Regions from separate parts of the Ovis aries genome. Here region 2 is linked to region 1. A link is a contact called in public Hi-C data. All regions are on one chromosome and are shown on one strand. The core of a region is the stretch at or near the end of the contact, and the rest is flanking DNA. Distances in the headings are between cores, read along the strand shown. Region 1 has its middle 270 kb from the start of HIVEP2. Region 2 overlaps HIVEP2 (HIVEP zinc finger 2).

Evidence for each region. A called contact is a pair of places that touch in the nucleus more often than the background predicts.
Region 2: a Hi-C map of muscle shows a contact between it and region 1, with 3 times the contacts expected there. The contact joins two enhancer-like sites. A contact is called at or near these places in 2 of 16 Hi-C or Micro-C datasets (liver and muscle).

What each region holds. Positions count from the first base shown.
Region 1 is chr8:67,340,774-67,343,503 of ARS-UI_Ramb_v3.0, forward strand. No RefSeq gene overlaps it. Among named protein-coding and RNA genes, the nearest start is that of HIVEP2, 270 kb to the right of the region's middle. Within about 2 kb of position 1,313, at least 2 of the 54 cell types and tissues checked have an H3K27ac peak or open chromatin away from gene starts, as enhancers often do. A contact at or near this core is called in muscle, where this site is marked.
Region 2 is chr8:67,547,856-67,550,555 of ARS-UI_Ramb_v3.0, forward strand. All of the region lies in intron 2 of HIVEP2 (HIVEP zinc finger 2), which reads right to left. Among named protein-coding and RNA genes, the nearest start is that of HIVEP2, 59 kb to the right of the region's middle. Within about 2 kb of position 1,301, at least 7 of the 54 cell types and tissues checked have an H3K27ac peak or open chromatin away from gene starts, as enhancers often do. A contact at or near this core is called in muscle, where this site is marked.

The DNA of each region.
Region 1 (2,730 bases), core at 63-2,562:
TGGCCTCCCTGAATGGACTCCCGCTTTCTTGCCTCACCATTGGACACACTGAGTCTGGGCCACCTGTCCTCAGCGGTGAATCCCTCCCTGATATCAAAAAAGAGGACTTCACGTCATTCCTCAAATCAAGCCAGTCTGCTATGGTTTTCCTTGAAATGCAGTAGAATGTGTTTAATTTTTACATCTTCATGCAAAACCTAGAGAGAAGTCCTCTTCAAACCATTGATTTTGAAGATGGACCTTAAACCTACCCTCAATGGAGCCCCTTTGGTCTGTGTCGCCCAACCAGGCACCTCGAGGCCATTATTCCTAAACTGAGAATGGGCCAGCTCATTGTGTGGATTAGAGCTTCAGACTAAATATGAAGTTTGAGGTTTCAGTCTCCACTGAGGCAGTGAGTTTTCAGAGGCATCATTAGTTTTTGGCATTCATTCATCACAGGGCCAAATTAATAACCAGAGTTCTGCACATCTCCCCTTGTGATACAGATTTTGTAAGAGCACAGAAATCATATCACAAACCCTCCAATCAATTCTGGGTCCAAATCTCCAACCACCTCTTTTTTTAAAAAATAAATGATTTCTTTATTCTTGTCTGTGTTGGGTCTTCACTGCTGTGTGTGAACTTTCTCTAGTTGCGGCGAGTGAGAGCTACTCTAGCTGCGGCACACAGGCTTCTCAATGTGGTTACCTGTGGCAGAAAATGGGCTCTAGTCACACAGGCTTCGGAAGTTTCCCCAAGACATGTGGAATCCTCCTGGACCAGGGATCAAACCTGTCCCCAGCATGGGCAGGCAGGTTCTTAACCACTGGACCACCAGGGACGTTCCCAACCACCTCTTTTAACTGACACACCAAGCCAATATTTCTCCCACCCCAAATCACCCGAGAAACTAGAGAGCCCACCCATATAACCCAGAGCCCACCAACAGCATTCAAATTAGCCAGCCTTAAGCCACTGCCCCTGCCCGCCTTTCCTTTCCCATGGAAAACGCAATAAATATTTTCCCCTGGATCTTGCATCTATCCCCTGAGAAAACCTGGTGCTTCCCCCTGTGGCCCTATTGGACATGGCATACCCCTTGGACATGGTAAGCCCCTTCCTGTAAGTAACTGTAAGTAATAAAAATTTTCTTTCAATAGTATTAGCCTCTCTGCATCATCACTCATTCACCTTTATAAATTAAAATCCAGGCACAAATTAACCTTGCCCACATCTATCCTATTAGCTACAAGGCTATCCTGGTAAACAGATGTAACTGGCTCATCATGCACACGTCACAATTAGGGAAGGACGGTCCCAGGGGCATGCTTTGTTGGTGCTAGTTCAGCAGCATCTTCATCTATAAATAGTGTGACCATATGTCCCACTATGTCCTGTAGAGTCCAAGCTTACCCCTGTCGACCTGTGCAATTATTAATAGTGCTCTCGTTCACTCTCAAAGCAGTCACAGTTTGGAATATAAATTATGTGGCTACCGTAATATAAAGGACCAACAATTAAGCACCCATTAAACAGGTAAATGACTTTGTTACAGAGGAGTAATTGCAATCATTTGCTTTTACATTTTCACTTGACAAAAGGGTGTAAATGAATGTTACAGACTTTCTAAATATATGTGTTATTCTGCACATAATATGCAAGAAATTAAAAAAGAAAAACCAGCTGCATGAAGTATGTATACAAAGCAGAGCAATGAATTATGATTGCTCTGAGGATATTTTGTAAGGATTGAGGGAGATGGTAGTGTTGGCCACCATGACTGAGTAGCTGGATAAGGATAAGGGTAAGAGTCACTATGGGCCACACCATTGCTTGAACATCTTCATGTGTTTCATTTTTATTTATTTTTTATTTTAAAAATATTTATTTTGCTGTGTCAGGTCTCAGTTGCCATGTATGGGCTCCTCTAGTTGCAACTCATGGGCTTAGCTGCCCCATGGCATGTGGGAACTTAGTTCCCCAACCAAGGACAGAACCTACGTCCGCTGCTTTGGAAAGCACTGGACCACCAGGGAAATCCCTCCATGTGCTTTATTTGATATTGGAGATGAGATGTAATCACTCAATCCTTTCACAAACATATTTTGTTTCTCTACAATTAGAATCAGCTTCCATTCTTTTCCTCAAGGAGCTTATTCTATAAAGGGAGAAATTAACACACTGGAGTATTTCCAAAGGTACAAGCACAGATTACTATAGGCCCATCTAGAAGCATATATCCTAGTCCTTGGGGTATAAAGAACTTTACAACTAAAATTTGGAGAGAGTTGTGGGAAGATAAGAGAATGAATTTTAAGAACTGTTAGTATATGACCCACTGAGAGTAGGGCCCATTTTTTAAGGTCCAAGAAGTGAAAGAACAGAGTCTGAGGGCATCGGAGCACCAGGTTAGGGGACAGCCTGACATCAAGCATTCAAACAAACAGGATCTAATGATGCCTAGTGGCTCAGATGGTAAAGAATCTGCCTGCAGTGCAGGAGACCCAGGTTCGTTCCCCAGCCTAGGAAGATCCCAGGGATCCCAGAAGGAAATGGCTACCAACTTCAGTATTCTTGCCTGGAGAATTCCATAGACAGAGGAGCATGGTGGGCTATAGTCCATGGGGCTGCAAAGAGCTGGACATGACTGAGAGACTAACACACACAAACAACAATGCCTAAAATGCTACTGAAGTTCTGGCCTCAAGTCTTAGCATTTCTTGACAAATAGAAATGAGGCATGCTCAG
Region 2 (2,700 bases), core at 51-2,550, 210 kb after region 1:
ATTTAAATGGCCCAATCAAAACCTTGCTACCATGAAGGCAGGGTCACATCCAGAAGCTGGAGGTAAGGACTCCAGTGCCCAGATCCACCCAGAACTTCTCTGCTGGAATAAAGCAACTTCTTCCTACATCCCTGCTGAGGCAGGTGCCAGAGAAAAAAGCAACCTGACCCCCTGAAGAGTCTCTGGAGCCCAGCAGTAAGTAACCTGAGCTGCTCTAGGTTATTTTTTGCTGAGGGCTAGTGGTTCTTAAAGGGACTGCGCTCTGCATGCACATATCCAGACACAGGACGCAAATCAATGAAAAGACCAATGAGATGTGCCTGTCTTCAGCTAAGGTAGTTGATCAGAAGTATGTTCAACGAGAAGGTATGTGAGCAAATGTTTTATTGCACTTTCAAGGGGATCAGTAGTAATGTCCTGTGATATAACATCATGGGAGTGCTAAATAACAGAGAACTCCACTGGTTTAATGTAGAAAAAGAAAGCAGGCATTCCCCAAGGATCTGTCCTCAGTGCCAGACTGCTACTTAAGAAGAGAGGGGGGCCCAGAGATTAGAGCTGGAGATGTCTGCCAGGACTGGGCTCTCCAGTTATCATCCCCCTAAATGCTCACGACAATCCTGACAAGTATAAAACAGTACAAAGAAGGAAAGCGGTGCTGTACGAGACTTTGGAACACTCTCACAAGTTACGTGATTTACGTGTTAGGTGAGTGCTGGTCTCTTCCAATAGTGTCTATTTGAATGAAGACTGCGAAAGCAAACACTCACCCAACTCATAAAACAATTCTCCTGAAACAACTAGTCCCTTCATTCTCTGTCCTACATCCCTAAACTGGCCAGGGAGGAACAGGAATAATCCAGTAACGAGGAAAGTGGGATCCAGAGTCACAAGTGCACAGATTTGGAAACCTGCTCCCCCACCAACTCACTGGGTGACCTTGGGCATGCTAGCTACACGTATGAAGCTTCAGTGGCAATAACAGTAATACTCATATCATCAGGCTGGTTTGGAGATTAAATAAGATACTCATAGGCGTAGTGTACTTGGACTTGTGCCTGGCACATGGAACCCTTCAGTTAAACAGTTGCTATTATTAGTTGCATTAGTATTCCTATTCAGCAAGGGTGTAATTCAAGTTGCCTTGAAATCTGGCCATGTATAATCATGAGAAAAATAACGTATCAGCTAGCTGTCGGGCAGGTAGCTTACAGATGTAATCTCTGTTGCCCACAACTCTGCCAGGCAAGTGATGCTAACCCCTGTGCCGATGACGGACGTGAGGCTCAGAGGTTTCGTAACCAGCCTGAGTCATAACTAGTAAGTGACACAGCAGGGATTTTAACTCAGGTCTGACTTCAAAGCCTGTACTCCTTCCATCCAACTGAGAAATAGTTGGGGAGCAGTGTGGAAAGAGGAGGGGAAGGATCCTCTCAGTCAGTTTTTATTCCACAGCTTGTGAACTATTCCCTTAGGTCAGCCACATAACCTCTCTGTCCCATTTCATCTTCCAGCTGTGATTATTTTTTGGGGGGGAGCAGGATCTGACTTCTGCAGCAAGTCACCCACCTATTATTGATCAACAGGTAATTCTACAGAGAATAATAAAGTTCTCTGTAATCCTATTAAAACTACATTATTCTAAGTGGTTGTTTCTGAGCCATTGATCTTTAGAAATCCACAACCTCTATATAATATAAATCATGCAAAAATACAAATGCCCAACATCTCATAGTTCACAAGCATTGGCTCAATTAATCAAGATACTCAGCAAGGTGGCTACGTGCCGGTTTCTTAGGTGAAGAAAGAGAGACACAGGTTAAGTCAACTGCTCACAGTCACATAGTCAGGAAAAAGCATACTTAGCACTTGAATATCCAGTTTTTCTGATGACCTATCTCTGTTCTGTCCATTTTACTCTATCTTTCTCTGGAAGAATACCAGGATGATCTGCTATGCTGAGAAATACACTAAGGTATGATCTATTATTAGTATTCCCTTCTGTCCTTCATGCACTGCCTTTTACTTATGCTATAAAACATAGTTTCAATTAACATCTATGCTGCTCTCCAACATAGCGCAGAGAAAACCAGTCGACAGGATAACTTCCCAAGGCCGGAGTGGCTGGGGTACAGGGTCATGTTTTACTTGTCGCAATAGAACTTGAAGTGTCTTAGGGATAGGTGTTCAATAATTTCATTGACTAAAGCTCAAGACAAATATTACTTTATAAAATCATATGTATATCCCTATTTTGAATAATGATTTTAAAAAATATAGGTGCTCTGAACAAGAGAATGACAACAGATGTTATGTTTCAGAATAACATTTGTTTAATGTCTACCACGTGGATTGCACAGTCCTAAATGCTTTACATTTACTAACTTATGTATTCCTGGCAACATTTCTAGAGGTACGCACTGTCATTATCCTATGTTACAGTCAAAGAAACTAAGCCACATTAACTTGCCCAAAGGCATAAAGATAGGTAGTTGCAGAGCAATAACTTGAACCCAGCAATTCTGGCAACCAGAGTTCAGATCTCATGTAATCTTCACAACAACCCCAGGCAGCAGTGCTCATCATCTTGGAGACTGAAGGTTGTCCTTGATGATTCACTGATAATCAGGAGAAAAATGGGCTTCCCTTGTGGCCCAGCTGGTAAAGAATCCACCTGCAATGTGGGAGACCTGAGTTCGA